Regions from separate parts of the Mus musculus genome. Here all the other regions are linked to region 5. The links are chromatin contacts, called in public HiCAR-type, HiChIP or PLAC-seq and promoter capture Hi-C maps. All regions are on one chromosome and are shown on one strand. The core of a region is the stretch at or near the end of the contact, and the rest is flanking DNA. Distances in the headings are between cores, read along the strand shown. Region 1 holds the start of Cdkl5 (cyclin-dependent kinase-like 5). Region 2 holds the start of Smpx (small muscle protein, X-linked). Region 3 holds the start of Klhl34 (kelch-like 34). Region 4 holds the start of Sms (spermine synthase). Region 5 holds the start of Rps6ka3 (ribosomal protein S6 kinase polypeptide 3). Region 6 holds the start of Phka2 (phosphorylase kinase alpha 2). Region 7 holds the start of Cnksr2 (connector enhancer of kinase suppressor of Ras 2).

What was found. Promoter capture Hi-C pulls out the DNA fragments that hold promoters and counts their contacts. HiCAR-type assays count read pairs that join an accessible place to other places. HiChIP or PLAC-seq counts read pairs in DNA pulled down with a chosen protein or histone mark. Capture Hi-C pulls out chosen DNA fragments and counts their contacts.
Region 1: a promoter capture Hi-C map of liver shows a contact between it and region 5, with 3 times the contacts expected there. The contact joins the promoter of Cdkl5 here to the promoter of Rps6ka3 in region 5. A contact is called at or near these places in 2 of 39 promoter capture datasets (erythroid cells and pre-B cells), 2 of 484 Hi-C or Micro-C datasets (CD4 T cells and muscle stem cells), 1 of 115 datasets of contacts at active chromatin or transcription factors (astrocytes) and 1 of 9 other capture datasets (liver).
Region 2: a contact with region 5 is called in an H3K27ac HiChIP or PLAC-seq map of cardiomyocytes, with 5 times the contacts expected there. The contact joins the promoter of Smpx here to the promoter of Rps6ka3 in region 5. A contact is called at or near these places in 8 of 39 promoter capture datasets (the C10 cell line, cranial neural crest, frontonasal cranial neural crest and 4 more), 2 of 484 Hi-C or Micro-C datasets (Sertoli cells and cardiomyocytes) and 2 of 115 datasets of contacts at active chromatin or transcription factors (cardiomyocytes and large pre-B cells).
Region 3: a contact with region 5 is called in a HiCAR-type map of embryonic stem cells, with 4 times the contacts expected there. The contact joins the promoter of Klhl34 here to the promoter of Rps6ka3 in region 5. A contact is called at or near these places in 3 of 39 promoter capture datasets (cranial neural crest, embryonic stem cells and hippocampal neurons), 4 of 115 datasets of contacts at active chromatin or transcription factors (astrocytes, embryonic forebrain, embryonic stem cells and 1 more) and 1 of 9 other capture datasets (embryonic stem cells).
Region 4: a contact with region 5 is called in a HiCAR-type map of astrocytes, with 8 times the contacts expected there. The contact joins the promoter of Sms here to the promoter of Rps6ka3 in region 5. A contact is called at or near these places in 7 of 39 promoter capture datasets (the 3T3-L1 cell line, the C10 cell line, cranial neural crest and 4 more), 3 of 484 Hi-C or Micro-C datasets (embryonic stem cells, muscle stem cells and pre-B cells) and 4 of 115 datasets of contacts at active chromatin or transcription factors (astrocytes, embryonic forebrain, embryonic stem cells and 1 more).
Region 6: a promoter capture Hi-C map of pre-B cells shows a contact between it and region 5, with 6 times the contacts expected there. The contact joins the promoter of Phka2 here to the promoter of Rps6ka3 in region 5. A contact is called at or near these places in 7 of 39 promoter capture datasets (the 3T3-L1 cell line, the C10 cell line, HPC-7-derived erythroid cells and 3 more) and 1 of 9 other capture datasets (adipose tissue).
Region 7: a contact with region 5 is called in a HiCAR-type map of astrocytes, with 6 times the contacts expected there. The contact joins the promoter of Cnksr2 here to the promoter of Rps6ka3 in region 5. A contact is called at or near these places in 2 of 39 promoter capture datasets (hippocampal neurons and second pharyngeal arch cranial neural crest), 2 of 484 Hi-C or Micro-C datasets (cerebellum and cortical neurons) and 3 of 115 datasets of contacts at active chromatin or transcription factors (astrocytes, forebrain and stem cell-derived neural progenitor cells).

Annotation. Positions count from the first base shown.
Region 1 is chrX:160,992,955-160,996,141 of GRCm38.p6, reverse strand. Cdkl5 (cyclin-dependent kinase-like 5) reads left to right here and starts at 1,461. Exons shown (of 19, transcript NM_001024624.2): 1 at 1,461-1,551.
Region 2 is chrX:157,697,192-157,700,382 of GRCm38.p6, reverse strand. It overlaps Smpx (small muscle protein, X-linked), which reads right to left and starts at 1,410. Exons shown (of 5, transcript NM_001252591.2): 1 at 1,070-1,410.
Region 3 is chrX:157,816,695-157,820,004 of GRCm38.p6, reverse strand. Klhl34 (kelch-like 34) reads right to left here and starts at 1,570. Exons shown (of 1, transcript NM_001081667.2): 1 at 1-1,570. The coding sequence starts at 1,570.
Region 4 is chrX:157,490,495-157,493,581 of GRCm38.p6, reverse strand. Sms (spermine synthase) reads left to right here and starts at 1,295. Exons shown (of 11, transcript NM_009214.4): 1 at 1,295-1,677. The coding sequence starts at 1,629.
Region 5 is chrX:159,254,017-159,257,201 of GRCm38.p6, reverse strand. It overlaps Rps6ka3 (ribosomal protein S6 kinase polypeptide 3), which reads right to left and starts at 1,420. Exons shown (of 22, transcript NM_148945.2): 1 at 1,014-1,420. The coding sequence starts at 1,082.
Region 6 is chrX:160,500,652-160,503,899 of GRCm38.p6, reverse strand. It overlaps Phka2 (phosphorylase kinase alpha 2), which reads right to left and starts at 1,738. Exons shown (of 33, transcript NM_172783.4): 1 at 996-1,738. The coding sequence starts at 1,073.
Region 7 is chrX:158,041,458-158,044,703 of GRCm38.p6, reverse strand. It overlaps Cnksr2 (connector enhancer of kinase suppressor of Ras 2), which reads left to right and starts at 1,507. Exons shown (of 22, transcript NM_177751.3): 1 at 1,507-1,927. The coding sequence starts at 1,864.

The DNA of each region.
Region 1 (3,187 bases), core at 212-2,711, 1.7 Mb before region 5:
TCACTGTTAATTCCCTGCTCCTACCTGGAAAATTTTCTAATATGCTTCCTGAGAAAGTGGGTGCCTTCAATTGACTATGAAATATTCACCACGTTATGAAAAAGAATAATCTTGTTAGCTTGGTTTCAAGTAGACAAACCAATTGTATAGCTACCAGATTGAAGACAGGAGTAGATTAAATGGATTTTATCCAAGATATCTATTTTCTATTACAAAAAAATTAATTTCTGACTTGGTGGCATCTTCGATGTCATGCACTGCCTATTTTCTGCCCCCAAACCCGGAAAAAAAAAAAAAACCTTTTCTTTCTCTCTGCTTTCTTTTTTAAGGTGGAAATCATGCAGCTTTTCATAGATTTGTCTGCAAGGTCTTTCATAAAAGATTTTTTTCTTAGTTAAAAAAAGTGCACTGGAACTATCTCTATCTTAACCACTAGTCATCCTCATTGGAAACTCGATTCGCGGTGGGACTTAAGATCTTTTTATTTCTACTGGTGCGGCGATGACTTCATTGTTGGTTTTTTTTTTTTTTTTAACCAGCTGGGGAATCGTGTAAAGCAGAGCAGCGTCGGACTGGAGTAGAGTTGTGGTTTGCTGCTGCAGCCCCGGCCGCCACGGTTTGCACGCGTCCAGCTGCTGTGTAAGGAATCCTCGGGCTGCCAGTTCTTTGCTCTTAAGTCACCCCAGGGAATCGCAGGCTGCGAGATGAACGTGAATATGAATGTGTTTGCGCGCGCGTGCACGCACAGCTGCAACAGTTAGGAGCAGCAATGGACTTCAATATTAAAAAAAAAAAAAACCTACGACCGAGATGAGCCATCCTTCGTCCTTTATTTTCAAGTAGTGCCCGGGCTCCCGCCCGAAATGTGGTCCCCGCCCTCCACCCACTCCGCTCACTGGTCCCCAGAGAGGGAGGCTAGGATAGCTGCGCTGCAGGCAGGATTTCCCCTTTTTTTTCTACCGCAGTGACAGGTGGATTCCCGGGCCTCCTCACCCCCCTCAACCCCCGCATCCACCCCTCTCTCAGTCACGATCTCTCCCTCCCCTTATCCTATTCCTCCCTCATTTCCCCCTCCCCACGTAAGCTCGCAGCCTGAGCCCCGCCCCTCCCAGCCTAGCAGCCCAGGTTGCTAGGGCCTGGCAGGGCAACCAAACCTGGTGCCCCAGGAGGAGCATCGCGAGCGCGCATAAGCGCGTTCGTGTAGTAGAGGGCTAGAACAAGAAATCCTGGTTCTAGGATTTTGGGGGACTCGAGAACGAGCGGCGTGGGCGGGGCGCGCGAGCCCGAACTCGAGCACGAGCGCTTTCTCTTCATTGGCGCCTATTGGTAGGCGGGGCTAAGGCGGGACCTAGCGGAATGAGAGGAGTTTGCCGATTGGGCCAAATGGGCAGACGGGGGCGGTGCGATCATCAAATTAGGCTGCGCGTTCGCTCCGGCGAGAGGGCGGGGCCGGAGGTTTCGATTACTTGTCGCTGCCGCTAGGGAAGGTAAAGCGGTGACGGCGGCCGCGAGAGTGAAGGCTTCCCCGATAGAGGTGGGGGACTCGGCAGGGTGAGTAGTTGCGTCCGCCCGTCAGGCCGTCTCATGTTGGCCGTGTGTCCACTAGCTTGTCTTTAGAGAGGGAACCCAGTCGGTCCACTTAGGAGGGTAACAGAAGGGGTAGCAGCGCAGGTCCCTGCACAACCGGGAGACACGGTGAGGGAGTCCCAAGCTGGAGTCTCCCTCGGCGATCCACCACGAGTCTCTAGGGTCTTCCCGGAAGGGCTGGGGCTGGAATTTTTGGTGCCAAGAGACAGAGGGGGCTGTGCTAGACGTATGGTAGGTCGAGGTCGGACCCCGCGGGGCTCCCCTTTGCTGCAGGTCTGCGGTGTCCCCACCCCGCTGCCCCCGTGGCCAGGGCTCTCCGGGCTTGCAGCAAGGAAAGCCCTTTTCCGCTAGCGCCGAGGAGGGCCCCCCGAAACCCCCGCCCAAGTTCCCAGAGAGCCCGGGACCCGCCGGCAGCTACGACTCTCAGCCCTGGTCCTTCTGACCTTGGCTGCCCGGGAGGGTGGGCGAGCGCCCCGCCTGCAGCCCCGCAGGTTTCTGCCACCTTCCACAGGACAAGTTTCAGGCGTTACTGTGAAGTTCACGGCTGGCGTGCTGGCAGAGAAGCAGAAATTGACCTCTTCTCAGATCTTCCTACCCTTTGGACCTTCATAGAAATTGAATCCTGGGGTTTGGAACCATCTGCCAGAACGAACAGGTCCTCGCACTGACACGTTTTTCTGTTCTCTTCTCTTCTTTTCTTTTCTTTCTTTCTTTTTCTTTTGTGCCCACGTTGGGGTAAAAAATAACCTGGGCATATTTCAGTGTAAAAGCAGATCTTTCTTGGGGGTTTTGATTTTTCGCTTCACTTGAGTTAGGCATGGCACAGATGCTTGGATAAGAAAAGCCTGACCTTAGTCAGGCTAGACAGACTAGAAGGATGCTGTGATATTTAAATAGTTGCAGATCAGTATTCTGTTAACACAATTATTTTTAATTGGCTGAAATTTAAGCTGATTTTAGAAAGTATTGACACAGAATAATTTCTTTCCGCGCATCTGATTTAGGCTTGTTTGAACGTAATGGTTATGTAGGCAGTATAAAAGATTACACAAATTAATTTGTCTGAGAGTATTTGACTGGAAAAAAGAGGCATAAATATGTATAGAATATAGGATTAGGGTTTTAGGTAACATCTGCTGGAACACTTCCAGCTTGTTTGTTTCTTGCTGTAGGGTTACAAAAAAGACATTTTGACTGAGACACTTTGGAATTTATAGACTGCATAACATTTAGATGTAAATTCGTTTTTAATTCCTTTAAGTGTATTAAAATGTTTCAGTAAAATGCAGAACGGGTGTGTTTTCTTATCCCTGTATATCTGGCGTTGAAGGGGGAGTATGATCTTACATTTAACAACCCAACTAAGATTCATTAATAATAAAAACATAAAAGGCCTACCCCCATCTTTCTGAGAATGAAGATTTAAGTACCTAACGAGCCTTTTCCTTATTAAAAGAACTATTTTGGGTTGGAGCTTTTTTGGCGTTGATGCTGGAATGGGAGTAAGGAAGCCTGCAGCAGTATTACCAGTTTGACACCACCAGTGGGTGTTTCTGTTGACAAATGCCGAGAGGAGAACAGTTGAAAAGGAAATCTTTTT
Region 2 (3,191 bases), core at 161-2,660, 1.6 Mb after region 5:
TGACTTTAATAAACGTGTGATGCTTGCCAACTGGGCACAGGTAAGTTTGCCTGGCAGTCTCTGGGAACTTTTAATGGTCTTTGTGCTGAGTCATGGTTGGTAGACTCCCCCTCCCCTTTGCTTTTGATTGGGCAGCATCTAATATCTAGCTTCTAAATAAAACCCTCCAATGTTCTAAAACTGGTCAACATTAATATCACTAATTTCACAAGAAGAGATGGAGGGGAAAATCAATTGCTATTTGGAGAGAAGAGCTTTGTTTGTTCTTTTTGAAAGGTCAAGGAAATGAATAAAGCACTATCTCAAAGGGATTTATTTTCTGTCCTGAAGCTAAAAATAATTCCAGAGGAGGGGATAGTATGATGCTCTGACTACTTCAATATGCTGGGAGGAAAGAGAGAATTTTTGCATTTCCAATCTGTGCCCACATAGACAAGGACACTCTACCCTGCTGGGTATAAGAAAAGAGTGACCAGGGCAAAGCTCTCCGAAAGATGGTTTGGTCTACACAACTTTGTTGTTGAGACCTAGCCTAGCAGTTAGGGAAAGGAGAAAGGGATTCTAAACTTATATCGTGTAACAACTCTCACCATCATTTTCATTTAGACGGGATTCTAAACTTATATCGTGTAACAACTCTCACCATCATTTTCATTTAGACAAACAAACACACACAAAAACTAATATTCCAGATTTACTCTGATTAATTCTCAGCTTAGAGAGTGTTGTCAGTCTGCGGCTGACTGTAACACTGGCCAGCAGAGCTTCAAGGTCACAGTTACCATATCTGGACTGTGGACATTCTATTAACAGCCCTGTCAGTGAAAATCCCTTCTGTTCAATACCCTTTCAACATATATGTACAGGAACACATGCACGCGCGCACGCGTGCGCTCACACACACACACTTTATAAAATAGAATCCGGGATACCACTAGTGTACAGGGAATTGACAAAGAAGCCACCCAGTACTTAGCAACCTACAAAGTTATGAGTAGTTACTTTAAGTTAGGGATCAAGAAAAGCTCCTTGTGAAAGTTGAGAGTGAAAGCTGGGTCCTTCTGCTTACCTGCTCTCTGGATTGGTTTACTGCCTGAGGACAGTCCCAGGCGGCCAGGTGCAAAAACACAAAAAGCGCTTTACAGGATAGAAGGAACTCCCGGTGTCCTCTGAGCGGGGATCTCAATTCCAGTGCTTTTCATGTGGCTGAAATAGCTGGAGTGCTCTGTCTCTCTCCAGTCCTGAGAGCTGCTCCTGGCTCGGGCTAGAAGGGAACTCGCTTTAAGGCTAAAGTGTTAAAGAGAATTCCTGTCATAGCTCACAGTTGTTCTTCCTAAATATAGAGTTTGATACAAGCCATAGGCTGGCTGCCTCTGAAAGGCTTGACCGTGTGGAAAGCAGGGCTCAGATATCAGCCTGGAGGTGGCTACGTTATCTTTCTGCCCTCCTAATCTTCTTGAGGAGGCTGGCTGCATTCTCTCACAGTTACTGAGGGGTGTAGTGAACTTCGAAAAACTAGGAAAAGTCTATCTTTAGCTATATTATCTAGAGGACAGAAAATGAGGAAAGGTTCATTAAAAATTGGGGGATGCAGGGTGCTGATGTCGGACGTTGCTTGAATCCAAGCTTAGTAACCTGGGAGCTGTTAAAGTTAATTAATAATCAGCACTCAAAAAGCAGTCACCAAATAATATAATTATACCATAACATCAAACTATAAGCCATTGTCCTAGTTTGTAGGTCAAACGTGGTTAAAAACAGACGAGCTGGCATGGTTGCTGGCCGTGGAGATGTTGCTAACTTGGCTTTCCTTGCTTTTATTGATGCATTAACCTTAGAGCTTGACACAAAGGAGACAGAAGAAGAGAATAAAACAAAGGGGAATGGCTACTTTTAGGTTTGGCAAGGGGCAAGATTAGGTACCTGGAAAGACTTTTTTTTTTCCAAATCCTAAGGCTCTTTGTATTGAACATGGCTTTTTTGATGAACTTCTTTAGTCTCTGAAATTAACTTCACATAAAGTTTCCCTTCGGGAAGGGCATGGTGGCTCACACCTTTAATTCTGGCATCCAGGAGGCAGAAGCAGGTATACCTCTGTGGTTTAAGATCTGTCTAGTCTACATAATGAGTTCCAGGCAGCCAGGGCTATGGAGAGTGATCCTATCTCAACAAAACAATAACTTAAACATAAACATCAAGAAAAATGAAGAGCTACCACACTAAACCATCTTCCCTTTGGTAGAAACACTCAGCAGAATAGACAGATTTAAAATATATCCCCTGGGTGACCACACTTCAAACCATCATGACAGGACATTCTCAGCACCAGACATCATCAACCATTCTTGCTATGTGAGGAAAAGAAGCTTTAAATTCTCTGAGTCAAGCACCACGTCCTGGTCAGGGGTGAAGTCACTGAGCACAGAGGACATCAATGGGGCACAAACTTGTACAGTGGTGAGTGGTTGTCATCTGAGCATCAGTGCCAGCTGGGGCCTCTCAGAAGCACCAAGAAGGCAAGCACTTTACTTGACTTCATTCCATAACCCCTTAAAATTTCCACTACTGCTGTCAGTTTAAGGCTCCCATAAAAGTCTGCACCTGCTGTGCAGGGAGCCACTGGCACACACGTCGGCACATACTGTGTCAATGAGTGACAATGAATGGGGCTCAAGGAGACAGGGGACAAGATAAGTCTATTTCTGACAGGGACGGCCAAGATGAGGAGCAAACAAAGCAAGAAGAGTCTCACTCAAACTGTGGAAACTGGGAAACCCGAGGGTACTGGACATTGATGGGACAGCTTAAGACTTTTGGGCATATTTCAATAAAGATCACCTTAGAGGAACAGAGCAATGTTGTTCACAAAACCATAATTCACCCAAGTCCCTTTTACCTGTGTACATATCTTCACCTCTACTGGATCTACACACACACACACACACACACACACACTACAGTCCAAGAGTGCAGCTTTCATTTGAATCATTTTATTTAGTCCTCTCTGTGAAGTTAGTGACATTGTGCTCATTGTTGAAAACACTAAGTGAAGACTCCTTCTGCTAACTCAGTCAGTCCTTCCTAGATTTTTTTTTTTCAGCCAAGATCTCATTATGCAGCTTTGGCTGCCCTGAAACTTACTAAGTTGACCAAGTTGGGCTCAAAGCCACTGAAATGTGCATGCCTCTGCC
Region 3 (3,310 bases), core at 321-2,820, 1.4 Mb after region 5:
GCACCACAAGGTAGTGCCCATAGCGAGCTGTGCCCATGGGTGCCCTCTTGCTCCACACTCTCTCTCCGGGGCTAAGGGAGTACATATCCCGGAGGCTACTTGTGCCTCCTTCACCTCTCCCAGCCTTGCCCCCGGAGATGTACACAACACCATGATCCCCGACAGCACCTGCGTGACCATGTACTGCCCGAGGTAGCTGTCCAGCTGCCATCCAGCGGTCCCTGCGAAGGTCATACATCTCCACTGAGGCCAGTGCCTCACCACAGATGCCCAGGCCTCCGACAGCCAGGAGACTCTCACCTACCACACCACACCAGAAGTAGGCCCTTGCTTCTCGCATGGCAGGCACCTGTGTCCAAGTGTGGAAGCGCGGGTCATAACGGTGCACTAAGGCTGTGATTGACCTTGAGCCGGCAGCCAGGGAACTAGATGGGCTGCCAGGAAGGCTCTCCCCTCCAAGGACAAATAGGAAGTTGCCAGTGGTACATACACTGTGGCCTAGCAGTGGTGTGGGCAGCTGTGTCAAGCTGTGCCAGCTGTGGTTATACACGTCGAAGGACACCACATCCTGGGTGAGCTCCCACTCCTTCTCCTCCATCTCTTCCTCCTCCTGTCCCTCCTCTTCCTCTGGTTGAGGTGCAGGGTGCCGATTCTGAACTACCTCTGGTAGGCCCATGATCTCCTCGGTAACCATCTCCCTAGCTCTGAGACCACCAACTAGCAAGATACGGGTCTGGGGACTCCGAACACTAGTCTGTTCTCCCTGCAGAAGCGGCTGGCTGGAGGGTGCTGTATGGTAATTGAGGGCCTGGATGATGAGGCTTTTGATCCTAGTAGGTAATATAAGACCGGAGCCCGAGTATATGCGCCGCAGCACACCAGCAGGCACCAGGCCAAAGCGGATGCATCCAAGCAGTGTTGAACTATGTGCCAGGCGCTGGACCTTGGGTTCCTGCTGCAGCCAGGCTAGTGCCAGGCCCAGCAGCCGCGTCTCAGGCACCCGTGCCACGTCAGGGGCGCCCAGCACAGCTTTCATTGATATAGGATTGAGTTCCAACAGCCCCGAGGGGCCAGTGCCCATCAGTAACAGGCCCCCCAGGTGGCGTACAATACAGCACTCCGCTGCACCTAGGGTGCGGGCCAGGCCAAATCGAGCTGCCACATTGGCAATGAAACAGCAATTCTCTGGGGCAAGCTGGCGTTCCAAGTAGTGGGCACACAGTCCCAAGGCCTCGGTGACTTGCAGGTAGCTGGCAGCCTCCAGAGTGTCCTCCACAGTGTCCATGGAGAGGGGCAGCCAGGCAGTGTAGATGAAGTCCAGCAGGCGCTGTAGGCCGGCCGCTGAAGGCACACGCAGGTGAATTACGCGAGCCCGCGATTCCTGAGTGTGACTCTTGAACAGGGCCCTGAAGTAGTCGCTGGAGCACGCCAGAAGTGACCTGTGTGCTGGGAACTCACTGCCCTCGGCCTCCAGTGTCACGTCGCACAAGAAGCCCTCAGCGCGTAGGGCCTGGTAGCCAGTGAGAAGAGAGCTGCCGTGGGTTTTGCAGTAAGACAGGAAGTAACTCATGATGCCCAAGGCGGGAAGCTGGGATGGAGCCAGCCCAGCGCGGCTGGAGGCATCCCATAACACGGAACCCCCACCTCCGCTGTCCAGCTGCTGAGCCCCTAGCAAAGGCTGATTTTTGCCTGCTCAGCTTAAAACCTAAGGTTCCTTCATCCAGATTTGGCTGTTGCTCCGTGCCCCTCTCAGACAAAGTAAGATGTAGAGACAATTTCCAAAAGCCTCTAGTAGCAGAGGGTGTGGATTTCGGAGTCTTCTCGGTATTGCTAGACTTGTTTTCAGCTGGTGAGCATGACAGCGCGTTGCCCAAAGCCGCCTCCCCTACACAATTTGGGGAACCCACACTTGCACACCAGGGGCGGCGGTGGCCGCGCACCATCACCTGGAGAGGTCGAGGGTACTGAATCTCCAGAAGGCCAGATGCGTGGATGTGGCCCTATTGTGGGTGCCCCAGGACAGCAGGATGGTGGCTCTGATCGTGGCTGCTCCGTAGACACTCGCACAGTCCGAGGACAACTGGCTAGGGGGCTGGGGGGTGAGCTTGTTCTGAGAGAACGATCAAATCAAAGCCTGTGGCACTGGGGGGAGAGCAGGTCAGCTTAGAGGATTGGGAGCGTGATTGGGCGCTGTACATAACAAGCCGGTAGCTCACAGCGACAGGAATAGTGCTCGCCTTGGCCGGCTGGCTCTCGGGCGACCCGCCCCGCCCTGCGTCCCAGCTGCTGGCTGCGAAGCGCACAAAGGCTCAGCAGGAAGCTTCCTGAGCCAGGGCAATGACTTCTGTGACCTGACTGGCCTCCAGGAACCGCAGGGAGGGGGCGTCCCTTGGAATGCTGAGCTGAGGGAGGGGTGGCAAAAGCTAAGGAAGGGCCCAATTCCCTTGGGACTCTTGTCCTGGTAATGTGTTGACAGGGATACCTGGCTAGGCTGGAGGCCCTTTTGGTGCCCCTGTGCATGGGAAAAGGAGCCTCAGGCTCATCTTTTGGCTTTGAAGAAGTTCTAATTAGTCGGGAGCAAGCTGGGATTAAGAGGCAATTTTGCGCACTGACACCTAAGAGGAGGCCTCTGCTCAGAGAAGACTCTAGGAAGAGCTAAACCAGAGAGAACCCCAAGCTCTGGGCCAAGTTCTTGTGCCCTGTGTGAAATTCAGGGGCACTTGCCCTTCCTAAGGCAGGCAGAGTCTCCCAAGCTGCCTGGTTTTACATTCCAACCCCTGCCCTCTGACCCCAGGGGAGCTAGCTCTCTTGGGTACTCTTGCGCTTATGAAAACCATCTCTTTGCAATGCAGAGAAAGAAGTTATAACTAACTCGAGTTTTCTTTCTTTGAATGACAACTCCTCAAAAAAAAATGTAATTTCTTCTAGTTTCCTCTCTGCTTTCCCATGCTCTGATCTAATGACTGGCTGCCACATTCTCAATGCCAAGACAAGACAATGGGCAGTAAAGTTGCAAGGCTCAGGACAGTTGTGGTTTCTGGGGCCCCTCCCTACAAAGTGATTTTTATAAGAAACACCAAACAGAAATGGTGACTAAGAGCACCCTATTGGTTGCCCGAATCCTGCTCTCGCATTAGGAGTTCATTAAGCCCTCTTTCTTGCCAAATTACAGGCTTCAGTTTTGTTTTGCTTCCAGCTAGAGTTTGTCTTCCTGGATTTCGAAAGTGGCCCCTCCAGCAGTCCTGATCTAGATGAGTCTTTCAGACCAAGTTCTATTTCACAGAAGCAAAAAAAAGAAACAAAAACAAAA
Region 4 (3,087 bases), core at 46-2,545, 1.8 Mb after region 5:
CTTTTGACATCACTTCATTAAAGTATCTCAAGGTTCTTCATTTTGCCCTTTGCAAGGTGAAGTACAAATTCTAGGGCGGATATGCTTCAGCTGGGAGCCCATGGTGGTCTGCAATGTTCTCCACAATCTACTGAGCAAGACCAGCTACATACTTATCAGCAAAACCTCAGATGCCTTCTGCTCTGAAATTTTCAAGAAATTCAAGAGGTTGACAGCAGATAGTGAAGCTAAGGGAAGGCAGGTGGCTTACCCCAATGCTGGCAGGGCATGAAGCACATGTCCTACGCGGGAAGCTTCACTACCCTTAAACACACAGGAGGACAGCTATGTTCTAGTGACTTGACTCCAGAAGAAAGGAAGAAAGAGGAGCTTGGGGCTGATACATTGGGGCTGATGGAGCGGAACACAAATTAGCTTACAAAACTGAGGACCTGGTCTCCAGAGAAGGAAATAAAAACAGATGGCTATGGATAGGAACAAAGTAGGAGCCCACTGAAAAGAGATGCAGTTGTTGAAGGACAAATATGACGTCAGTGTTAGGTTCTTGCAGGACAGGGAAGGACTACGCAAAACTAACCAACCAACCAACCAACCAACCAACAAACCAAACCAAACCAAACGACCATTCGAAATGGCCTAAGGGAAAGCTAAACTTAATGTTTTTGTGTTGTTGAGGAGGCACAGAGTTCACTAATCTGAAGTTTAACAACCATTACAGAAATTCCTGGTATCAGGAGAGGCACAGCAATCCATACAATGATGGAGTCAATTTGCCCTGGGATTTTGCTCGTGCAATAAAGGATCCCTTTATTCCCCAGGCACTTCAGTTCTCTTTTGTCCCATCTTGTTGAATGCTACTAACGGTCAAAAAAGAGGCCAAGGCTGTAGGTCCATTGACAAAAAATAGAGGTACCGAGGAGGGGGAAGTCCTGTGGAAGAGGCTCTCACATCTGCAACTTCTCAGTTAGGCTTTAGTCCTTGATTCTTTTCCAAATTTGCATGAAAATGTATGCTACTTGAATGCCCAGGAGCCTTCTATTCTGTTCTTAAATACTACCCCTTACCAATAGAAACATTGTTAATAATCCCAGCGGGGTTCACGTGCATTTAAAGAAAAAGTCAGGCTTGTACTTTAAGACTACAGGGGTGGTAGCATTTTATTTTCTTCAAATGGTCAGGAAGTAACTGGGGCTTTTGCTTGGGGAGGAGGGGTAGGCATATGGGGAAGTGTATAGGGAGGCCCCCCGGAAGTCGCGCTGAGCCGTTTAAAGCTGGGTGACCTCCTAACGGATGGCGAATGGCGGGAGAGCATGGCCAGAGCTTTAGCGCAGGGCGCGGCCATTGGTGACGCATGCCAGGGAGCCCGGCGCCCGCGATTCCACCATTAGCGAGGCCTCACACCCAGCGCTTCAAGTTCGGGGCTGGAGGCGTCCCTGCTTCCTCCTCTAAGAGGCGGGTCGGCCCCGCCCCCGCGCCCCGGGTCGCTTGCCCGCGGCCCCTCCCACCTCCTAACTCCTGGCCTCCCCCGGCGCAGCGCACTCCCCGCCGGCCCGCAGCCTGACACGCCGCGCGGTCCCTCAGTCTCCTGCGGTCGCCTCCCCAGGCATGGCACAGGGCCTCGCCACACTATGGCAGCAGCAAGACACAGCACGCTCGACTTCAAGCTCGGCGCCAAAGGTGAGGGCGCCGCTCGCCACCTGCACGGGCGCCGCAGCGGCGGCGGCGGCGGCGGCGGCGGCGGCGGCAGCGGCAGCGGTAGCGGTAGCGGCGGCGGGGCGACAGTTCCCTCCGCGCCTGCGGGGCTCGAGGCCACAGGACCAGGCTCCTCCGGGGCGCGCGCGGCAGGCTGAACAATGCGGACGGCCGCGCGGCGCCTGCGTCTGCCGGGCTGCTGCGCGGAGCACGCTGCGGGCCCTCGTGCACCGGCGGAGGCCGCGCCGCGCCCCCGCGGTCCCCCGCCGCGTTTGGTCCTCGGCTGAGCTGGAGGCTGGCGCACTGCGGGGCCTGGGAGAACCGCGTCCGTGTGTGCCAGCCGCACCGCCCGCCCGCCCTTCCGGGCCTGGAGCGTCGGTCCACGCGGGCTCGCCGCCCTCCACGCCCCGTTGTTGGGGGGGAATCCCTTTCAGCCCGTGGGGCGCGGCGGATCCCCGGGGGAGGCGGGTACCGGAGCGCCTTAGCTCGTTCGAGGCACGGCGGGCGAGGCAGGCCTGAGCGAGGGGTGTGTGCGGCGCGGGACCGCTGCCCACGCCACCTTTTCCTGTTCTGGCAGGCTGCTGAATTTCCCTCTTGGGTGTGTGTGTCGGGGGGTTCCCCTTAAGGGCAGCGAGGGTTGAAGGAGGACCAGGGCCACTCAGCGCTTGCAAGGTTTTTTTTAGTCATCTAAGGAGATGAAGGATCCTCTGAAAAGGGACCCGGCGGGCAGAGAAAGGAAACGATTATTATTATTATTGGGGGTGGGGAGGGATGAGATCTGGGCGCGGGAACTAGAGCCACCACCATCACCATCACCCCTAATCCTGGAGGCTCAGATATTTGAGCCTGGTCTCGGCAGAAATGGTTGGGAGAGTCTTTTTTGCGTGATGGAATTTTGAAGGGTAGGGATGGATGTACTGCTGGCTTCTTTTCTTTGAGAGAATCAAGCATGGGCGCAGTGGGCGGGAATGATTGGGCCTTTAAACGTGCGACTGCGGCAGACTTTCACTTACCAGATCATCCCGCACATAGTGTGGTGCCCCAGTCTTCCCTTTTCTCTGGTTTCTCTATTAATGGAACACGTGGATTCCACTCTGCTTTTTCTGTCGGGATTTTTTTTTTTAACACCGACTTAATTGCTTTTGAACTTCTGAGCTCACACTTTGTACTTTTTCTTCCAATCCTAAAAGATCTCGGAGCTCACAAGATCAATAAATGTAAAGACAAAAAATAAAATCGGGGGGATTTGGAGCAAAACCTGGATTTCAGTCTGCCTCTTCTAATTGATTCTCTTCTGTGGGTGGCCTTTTGGGTTTATCTCCTAACGTTTTGGAACCTCATCTTTTTTTTTTTTCCGGGGAGGAAGAAAAAAAAAGAGAGAGAAAGCAAGAAGCA
Region 5 (3,185 bases), core at 171-2,670:
AAGTCCGCTGCGAGGATAGAATTCAGCGAAAAGTCAAGAAAGAGGAATCACAGACGCGCCACCATCAGGAACTGATTTTCCACTCTGGAGAGGAGCGCTGATACCCTGGAATGGATCTTGTCTGCATTATTTTTTTAGATCGCCAGTTGATTCTGGGACAGTGGCGGCTGTGAAAAGCTCGGTGCTGGGATGTGTCCGCGGAAATTCTGTTTTGCCTTGTTTGGGTATACTGTTTGGGTTTCTGACACTGGGGTGGGTATCTCAGGGCCGATCATCAGATCCCGGGAGAGGAAAATCAGATAGCCCTTTTACAGCGTCCGCTGATCTCCTTGAATTTCACCCGCTCACCTCCATGGACAGGAAGCAAAAGTTATACTGGGGTCTTCCAACTCAGTGACCTCAAAACCTAGGAGTAGGGGACCTAAGGCGCTCCGTTTTTCTTTTGCAGCAGCGGCAGAGAGCGCTGCGGCAGACTGACCGGGGTGTGGGGGGATCCCTCAGTCCTGGACCCCTTACTCAAAACCCTCCCGGCTTGGCTCGCCCACCTTGCCCTGTGGGCGCCCGTCTCCCTGTAGCAAACCCCTCCGGCGGCCAGACTGAAGTCTTGGCTCCTGGTGAACCGAATCCAAAGTCTCTAAGATTCCGGAGAAGACCCTAGAGCCGGCAGGGCCAAACTTCCCAACTCCCCGCCGCCGGCTCCTGCTTTGCCTCCTGCTTCCCCCACGCAAAGTTGATTAAAACAGGCTCTTTGCAAAGCCTCAGCGCCCACTCCAAACCCCACGCGCCGCCACACCGGCACCCCCCAACCCCAAAAGCAGGGAGAGGCGAGGGTGCGGGAAGGAGACACAGACAGATCGGCAAAGCCCAACGACCCAAAGCAGAATCTCGCCCCGGGAACAAGATGTGAGCCGGCGGCGGAGGTGGTCTAAGGGGGGCAGCTCCGGGGAAGAGAGCTAGCGCCGGCGGGGGCGTGGGGAAGGGGCGCGCCTGCCCTGCCGCACGGCTGCACTCACCTCCGCGCTGTCGGAAGGGCTCTCCACAGCCATCTTCTGCCACGGGTCCGCCAGCTGCGCCAGCGGCATCTTTCCCCCCCTCCCCGGCCCGCCGCCGCCTTCACCGCCTCCTCCCTCCCCACCCGCCCCACAGCCGGCTCGGCTCCTTAGCCACTCGAGCTCCAAGGCAGAGCCGAGAAGCAGCAGCCGGGCAGCCGCGGCTCCCCCGAGAGCGAGCTCGACGCCGACGCCGACGCCGACCACCCGAACGCCCAGCGCCTAGCCACAGCCGCCCGCACTCCAAGCGAGAGCCTTGCGCCGCCGCCAGGCACCAGGGCTCGCCCCTTTCTTCCTCTCCTCCTTCCGCCGCCCGGACTACGGCTCCGCCCCCCGCCTCCCCTCCCCGCCGCTTCCCGCGCCCGATCCCAGCAGAACAGCGACGGCCGCGCGCTCCCCCACTTCCGCTCACAACATGGCGTCTAAGCGATACCTGTCTCTCTAGAGCGAGGCTGGGCGGCCTCCGCCACCACCGCGCGCACCCAGGGGCGGGGCCAGTGCCGGACACGCCCCCTGGCTGGCCGCTCGGCGCCGCCCCTTTTCCACCTCCTACCCCTTCCTCCTCCTCCTCCTCCTCCTCCTCCTCCTCCTCCTCCTCCTCCTCCTCCACCTCCTCTCTCTAGCCTCAGCTTCTGGGCCTCGCCTACTTTCAGGAAGGGCGAGCCCAAAAAATTTGGGGGCGTTGGCGGGAGATGGGGTGGGGAGAGAAATGGGCTCTGCGGGGCGGACGAGGTGCCTTTGACTGCCACGAGTCCTAACAGCTCGGAGACTAGTTGAGAATAGGAGAGCAGAGGGGTTCGCGCTCAGCTGGTGAAGCTGGGCAAGGCGCTGGGGGCGCAGTCCGGTGGTAGCAGCCCCAGGCGGAGGCAGGAGGTGTCTTTTCGGCCTTTCTCCTCCAGGGGTGCGCGTGGGCGCGCCTAGGCTATGGGCACATCCCCTCCTGGCCCAAGACTCTCCTCCTTCAGGGTCACAAGCTGGGTATTCATTCACCTGACCCCTTTTCTCCTGCTTGGACGGGGACTCAAGAGGCTTCTTTCCCGGGAGCTAGCCACACATACGTACGTTCGGCTCCCAATTTGATTCAAAGCTTTTCGAGTTGACTCTCGTGTTCAATGTTTAGTACTTTGGAAATTTTTCGTCCCACCCTACCTCCGCCCTAATAACCCTTCCCAAGTGCATAGAGCCCTCGAGTTTCGGCCCAGACTGTCACACTCCTCCCTTGCTACCTAAAGCTTAAAAGAAAACAGGTTCCTTAAGGTTGCCCTTCTTGGCAGAGATTAAGGAGTTAGTAAAAATATCTTCTAGGCAGGAGCGCGGGGTTCCTGCTTCTCCGTTGACTTTAAATAAAAGATTAGATTTTTTTTTTTAAATCAAGCTGGTCGTAGGCGGAGGAGAAAGGGAGGGGAGGTTGTGACTCCTCCTCCTGCCCGAGAAGAGGAAGCCCTAGGTTAAGGGAACCCAATCCTCAGTCGGCAACGGAGCCACAGAATTCTAAGAGTTCGAGAATTAATGGCTGGGCGCTCTGAGTGGATTCCGGGAAGGCTCAGTCCTGGGTTCTCGAGCCCGCTGCTTAGATGCGCTGAGTATGTCTGGGATGTGTAAAAGTCGCTGGGCTGAGTGGAAAGCTACTGCAGCCCCTGGCTAACCGCCCTGCATCGGAAAGAAACACACACACACACACACACACACACACACACACACACACACACACACACACACACACACACACACACATCTCAGGCCAGCTTGTCTACCCAGTCCACATATCTCAGGCCAGCTTGTCTCCCCAGTCCCCAAGGCCTGGAGGGAGGCATCTCTAGCCTCCCACGCTTGGCTACCACAGCGCGTCCCCCCGCTGCGCTCTCCCTGCATGCCTTTTAACAGTTTCCTTTAATCATCCCAGGATCCAGACACCTGGAGTGTCCCCGCCTCACTCCCTTCAGCAGGTGTGAGAATGACCTTACAACCCCACACCTAGCTGGCCCGGGCTGTGGGAGCTGTGCGAGGTTTCTTGCTTGGTCCGACAGAGACAGGTGCTGGGCTCCTTTTGCTGCCATCTGCAGTTTGCCCCTCCAGGCCTAGGAGCCTCATCTGATGAAAGCTCCAACTGTTTTTTTGGGGGGGGGGGCAGCCGGA
Region 6 (3,248 bases), core at 489-2,988, 1.2 Mb before region 5:
TGTGCTATGAACATTTTTTTTTTTCTTTTACAGTGCTGCAATCCAATCCAGGGCCTTGAGACTACCAGGTAAACTACCACTAAGTCACACCACTGGCAGTACCATTTATTCATTTTATGTAGTTTGTATGATGCCTTGCATAGAAAAGATACACAATAAATTCTTCCTGAGTGAGAGGTCAAGGAATTAGCTAAGAAGAAAAAAAAAAGGTTAATGGTTTGGAAATGACCACCAACTGCTACTTCCTTCTCTGACTCTCAAAGCCCTAAAAATAGCTGCTGCCAACTGAAGGCAAGCAATATAGCTGATGTCTTTGCTCTGAACAAAAATAGCTCAGTGGTCTTACATTGGGCACTCACACATAACTTTTGCCAAGCAGGAAGCATAGCAGGCGTATTCATACCTGAGATTATATGCACAGTTTCACAGGACCCCTTGATGCTGATGCTCTGTGCCCAGAAGTTTTGTTGGCTGTAAAGCAGCAACCAGAGTGGTCATAGGGTCCTCTCAGGGGGATTTCTAACAAGGGAGGGGCAGTAACAGTTGCCCACACTCTGGTCAGATGCAAGCCTTGGGAGTTTTTCACTCCTGCCTACTGTTCCCAGAGTAGAGTTAGTTCACTGTTCTCCTTCAGTGTGCTCTGTCCAACCTAACAGACTTCTTTCATCCAAAAGAGGCAGTAAGGAAGGACCTCGAGGGGGGTGTCCCGATGGGGGGAAAAAGAGGAAGGGAGGAGGAAGAGGAGAGAAAAAAAAAGGTCCCAGAATTCTGCAAAGCAGCCGCAGCAACTGTTCAAAAGCCAGAATGCCTGACTTGTGAGTAAAGTGAATAAAATAGCGATAAGGGAGTAGGGTGATAACTGGCTAGCAAAGGACTGGATTAAAGTCGGAAACCTCTTAAATAAATGCAAGCTCTCATGAGTGACAGAGGCCTTGGGGAGAATGAGTTATATCAGTGGGCAGTTTCCACCGTTCTCTGGGCTGCTCTCTGTTTACCTGGTAACACAGGATGGTTTGCTGCACCAGCCTCGCGTACCCGTCCAGGCGGACCCCAGAATTGCTCCTGCTCCGCATCTCGCCCAAGCTCATGGGCCACGGAGCTGGACCTGCCCGCTGGTGTCCGCCAAAGTTGCCGCCTCCAAGCTGACCTGGTCCTCAAAACATTCAGCGTCAATGAGTTTCTTCAAAGGGGGCCGAGAGGAAGAGTTTTCAAACTGAGAGACCCAAAGTATGACTTGCAAGGCGAGCCAACCAGAGTGTCGCGCCGCTGGGCGGTGCGGGGGAGGAGACGGGGGTGGCGCTATCGCGGCCCGGCTTCCTCCCGGTCAGCAGCTGCCCCGAGGGTTTCTAGTCCCACCACCATGCTCGACAGAACCTAGACTGGGCACTAGGCTGGAGAAAGGCCTTGGCGGTACCCCTCTGTTTTGGGAGGCGGCTCCGGGTTGCTTGGGAGCTCACCTAAGCTTTACTAGGCTCCGCCCCCCTCGTGGGGCGGACTCTCCAAGTCTCCGCCTAAAGGGAGAGGGTCTACAGAGGAAGGCCGCTGGGAGCGGCGGGGAGCTGGGCTCTTAACGGAAATTCAGTTTTTTTTATTGACTTTGCTCCTACCTCAACCTGCTTCCAACCGCGGCTGAGGCTAAAGGAGCAGAGTCCTTCGGTCGCGGCCCCCGGGGTACGGAGGCCACCCCTCACGCCGGCCCGAACCAAGAAGCGGAACCCGTGCAGTCCCGCCCGGAAGGAACGCGTTGGGGGGGCGGTACCGATCTGCTCGCAGCTCCGCCCCCAGTCCGCCTCCTCCGTGGGGTTTGGAGCCCTCCTTGTCATGGCCTGACCAGGAAGGAAAATGGGGCAGCCCGCAGGAGTATGGAGAACTTGGATGGAAGCAGAGAACAAGTCGGCTTTCTGGGTCGGCAATGACAAGGTCTCCTGAGCGGAGCCGCCAAACCCACCGGAGACTAGAAAGAGGCTGGGCCGCCTGGGCATCCTTCGGATGACCGGCCGTCATAGCCCCGCCCTGTCCTGGGCCTCACCTGAGGACAGAGTCCCCATAGTGGAGCTCAGCACTGAAAGCAAGAAAGGGAGGCCTGAGTACTGTCCTCCACATACACTCCTGGTACCCGTGGCTCCTGGCCTTAGCTCCTGGGAGAATTTTGCAGTTCATTTATAATAGTATATTTTGAAATTTGGCATCCCATTAGTTGTCAAGGTTGCTAACCACAGGCCGCATTCTTTGATCCTGTCTTCATTGTCCATCAAAATCTGGCCCACAAATAAATTTGACTGGGCAGCTGTTCTAATGTAATTGCTTCCACAAGCACTTTGTTATTCTCCACTTTGACCCATTTCATTGTCTAAAACTTACCTTTGCCTTAAAGACTAGGTCAGCCCACTCATTAGCGTTTCCAATTTTCTGGATTCCTATAGCAGTTTCCTCAGTAAAGATGGGGCAACGAGTCAGTTCGAACTGCACTTTATTCCATTTCTGATTTATATAGACATTTGTGTTACTGTTTCAGTTGTTTGACTTTTACTGTTTTTATCTGTTGGGGTAAACCTCATGCCTTGTAATGTGACAAGGTCAAGTGCGTGTAGCACATACTTGACTCAGAGTGGCACTTAAACCAGAGCTATTTTCAGCACCATTTGGAAATAGTGTATTGTTTACATTTTAACTGAGGCATACTTTTCTAACTGGATTATGAGATGCTTATGAAATAGCTTGGTATCTCCCACCACACCTGGCACAGAGTTGATTGTACATGTGTCTAGGGCTCAATGTTGATGGACTGAAAATGAGTCCTGCTTATTTGACTCCCCTTATAGTTAGTCTTTAACTAAAGCACCCAACCCCTATCAGCCCACATACTTTTTCTCTGAGACAGAGTCTTGTCATGTAGCCTAGGCTGCTCTCAACTATATTATGTATCCAAGACTATTCCTCAAACTCACAGCAATACTTCTTTCCTCGGCATCCAAAGTGTTGGGATTCTGAGTACGTGCCACCACACCCAGCTCGAGTACTTTTCAACATTCTTTTCAAGCCTTGGTGCATGTATATGTTTTACATTGGGCAGTTCCCCTCATATCTTCTTACCATTCTTTTCTCAACTCATTATTTGTTTTAATAATGGCACTGAAGTTATGAAACAGTGCACAATGTACTTCCATGTAGGAGTTGCTGTGGCCTAGGGAGTAAGATTAAGCATTCAATTACCATAATTGAATCCCTTTAGTAATCTTTCTATGTAC
Region 7 (3,246 bases), core at 258-2,757, 1.2 Mb after region 5:
AGTCCCCAGTAAATTTCTTTTTAAAATTTTATTTGTATATTTTGGAGTTTGGGTTATTAGTAAACAAGTCTGAACACAAGCTTCTTAAATGGTATTTGTTTGTAGCACTAGCATAAAAACATCAGTGTGTTATCTACTCCTGTTTTGCCTTCTCCTGTGTTGGGGGAGAACTTGCCAAGCCATGCCAACTGAAGAAAGTGGTGTTCTGTATCTTATAAACTTGAGTTAGACAAAATGGGTACCGAAGGAACTGACATGATTTATTGACATTATTGAAATGATTATAGAAATAAAAGAAGTTGCTTGTTTACTCAATGTGACTGTTTAAGAATTATACCGAGGGGGGAAAAAAAACAAACCAGCTATAATGGTGGTAGAGCTTGCTACTAGACGCTCTAGAATTGTCATTGAAAGTGAAGCCTCATTTAGGCAAAATGTGTATTTCTAAACGTTGCATAGAAGCATGCATAGGTTTTTTGAAGCAAACAATATGTGAAACATTATGTTTGCAATTTGTCACTAACTTTAAGTCCTGTTATTACTCTTCCGTTCTTATATAAGAACGACTGAACACAAAATGACATCATGTAAAATAGATGTCGGGGACCTTGTGTTGAAGGAGGTGGCCGACAACTGAAGCAGAGCCTGGGAAGAGGCACGTGTGGGTTCTGGAGGCTGGAGCCTCTTGCAGTTGACATCTCTGACTTCCCGGGTTCCTTTTATCACCCAGGGTAGATCCGACAGCACGAGCCATCTAGTCTCCTATGGGCGTCTCTGGCTAGATCCTGACTCCCATCTGCGGAAGCCCACATCCCGTGTTCTCCGCAGGGTCCGGAGGAGTCACCTCGGGAGCCAACTCAGCAGCCGCGAGGGCGACAGAGAGAACAGTCAGGACTCCCATTGTCACCCCAGCAGTTCTGCGGCGTCCCCTCCCCCCTGGTGGCGAGGAGAGCTTGGGACAGGGGTGCTATAGTACCCTCCTCCGCCACCCCGGGTTGTCCGTTCAACTGGTGGGGCGACCCGTCTCGCTGACTCTCCTGGAAGGCCACTGGGAGCCACTCTCCTGCCGCCGCCGCACCTGACTGCCTAACTGACCCCGGGGCTGGGCGAGCCTCCAGCTGCAGCGGCTGGCTCCGGGGCTCCAGGCGCTGCCGCACACGCCCTCCCGGCGCGGCTCCGGCCGAGTGCGACCCCCGGGGCGGGAAGGCGGGAGCGCGAGCAGCCCACACCTGGCCCGCGAGTCTGCTAGAAGTCGGGCGGCGGCCACGCGCGCTGGCCCACGCACGCGCACAGGGCTCGCGCGCACCGGCTGCCGGCCCTGGGGGCGGGACCGCGCGGCGGCGAGCGGGGCGGGGGGCTCGTGGAGCGCGCGCCCCGCACCCGAGGGCTGCGGAGAGATATTTTGGGTGGCAGGAGGCCCCTCGTCATTTCCGCCGGGCGGCTCGTCGTGCCGGGGGCTCCACTCCCGCGCGCCAGGCGAGCGAGCGGGCAAGTTGGCTGCGACCGTGCGCCGGCGCCTCTTCCTTTCCCCGCCGCGACCTCGGCGGCTCGAGCCATGCACTGAAGCCCCTCGGGACGCTCACCCCGGGCTGAGCCGCGGACGCCGCAGCTGCGGCTGCCGCCTGGGCTGGGACCTAGCCGACCCCGGCGTCTTACCCCGGCCAGCTGGCCGGCCGTCGCCGCTCCCACCGCAGCCACCTCCGACGCTCCAGCCTTGGGACCGAAACACAAAAGCCACCCTCTCCGCGCCGCCCACCGCGGGAGGCTGCGGCCGGCCACCGACCCCACCTGAGGGCGCAGCGGGCTGCGGACTTGGCTTTCTGTCCGAGCTCCGCGTCCCACGCGGCACCGACCCCGCCGCCCATGGCTCTGATAATGGAACCGGTGAGCAAATGGTCTCCGAGTCAAGTAGTGGACTGGATGAAAGGTAATGCCCTCTGTGGGGAGAGCGAGGCGACACTGGGGCGCAGGGTCCCGGTACGAGGGAGGGGTGCCCGCTAGGGCATAACACGTCCTGGGAGCTTCCAACCAACTGCTGAGGGTCCTCCCTGGGGATGGACAGGGGTCCTCTGGCTCTGGCAGGGGCCCGGGGACCCTAGACTTCTTTTGTCTTCAGCTGGAGGGGCGCGGGGAGCAAGAGGGCGGCGGGCGCCACCTGGTTGAAGCTGGAAGCAGGGCGGTGGAATCCCCGCGCAGCTTCCCCGCTTCCCGCTTCCCTCGACGCCTTCGGGTTGAGAGGACGCGGCGACCCTGTTTCCAGGCTAAGGGAGGAGCCCGTGGGACCTATTCTCGTGGCTGCCCCTTCACCAGCCCCTTTGTTCCTGGAAACCCGAGGCCCCTTCTAGGTCTCGCCCTGCCAAGTGCCTTCCCCAGCGCCAACTCTCCTGGCAACTTTTAAGCCCGCATAATGGGGTCAGGATGCAGTCGCTCCAGTTGGAAGGTGGGAACCCCCTCCTCCATGCTGGGCTGAGGATGATCGGGAAGGGAGCGAGCTACTTTAGGGTAACATGCTTCCCTTAGGGCAGCATCCAAGCTAATATATGTGGGATCCCTCCTGTGCACCCCAGCATGTCCTTTGCTTTCCTAGGTTGAGGTCTGCGGTGGCTTTAAACCTCTCGCGGCTTCTTGTTAAGGGTCCAACATTGGGTTTAAAGTGATGCGCATTCAAGTATTCTCCTTTCTTCCATATTGAAGGCTCCCCCACACACACACCCGACAATTTCTAATGACCAGTTTCAAACCTTAGCCCTCCTCCTAGACGCAAATGTGGGCTTTTTCTCTAGTCTCCTGGCTTTCCTGTCTCACTATCTCCCTCTGTTGTCTGAGTTGAGGGGCTTGTTGGGGACCTCTCCAGTCATCCCCAGACTGAACTCTGCAAAGGGGATGCTTACATTGAAATAAAAGATTCTTGGACATGCTTGGAAAATATGAGAGTTTTGCTTGAGGTCGTACCCGAGCAGGCAAACTTAAGATATTCTTCAAGCCTTATCTGTGAAAATGCCCCTTTCAAAGAGGAAGGAGCCCCTTTCCTAAGGCTTGCTTAGCAGTCAGACTTTCTAAGCTCTATATACTCAAAGATGGAAGGGATTGAAGGTAGTAGGGAGAAATAAATTCTCCCCGAATCTTTCCCCCACCATTTCGGACATTTGCCTATTCTTCTAGGGTTTCTCTTTATGTGTTTTGCTTCCTTTTCTCCCTGATTTGCCCTGTTACTTCTCACTTACTTTGATTTTCTCATCTCATATG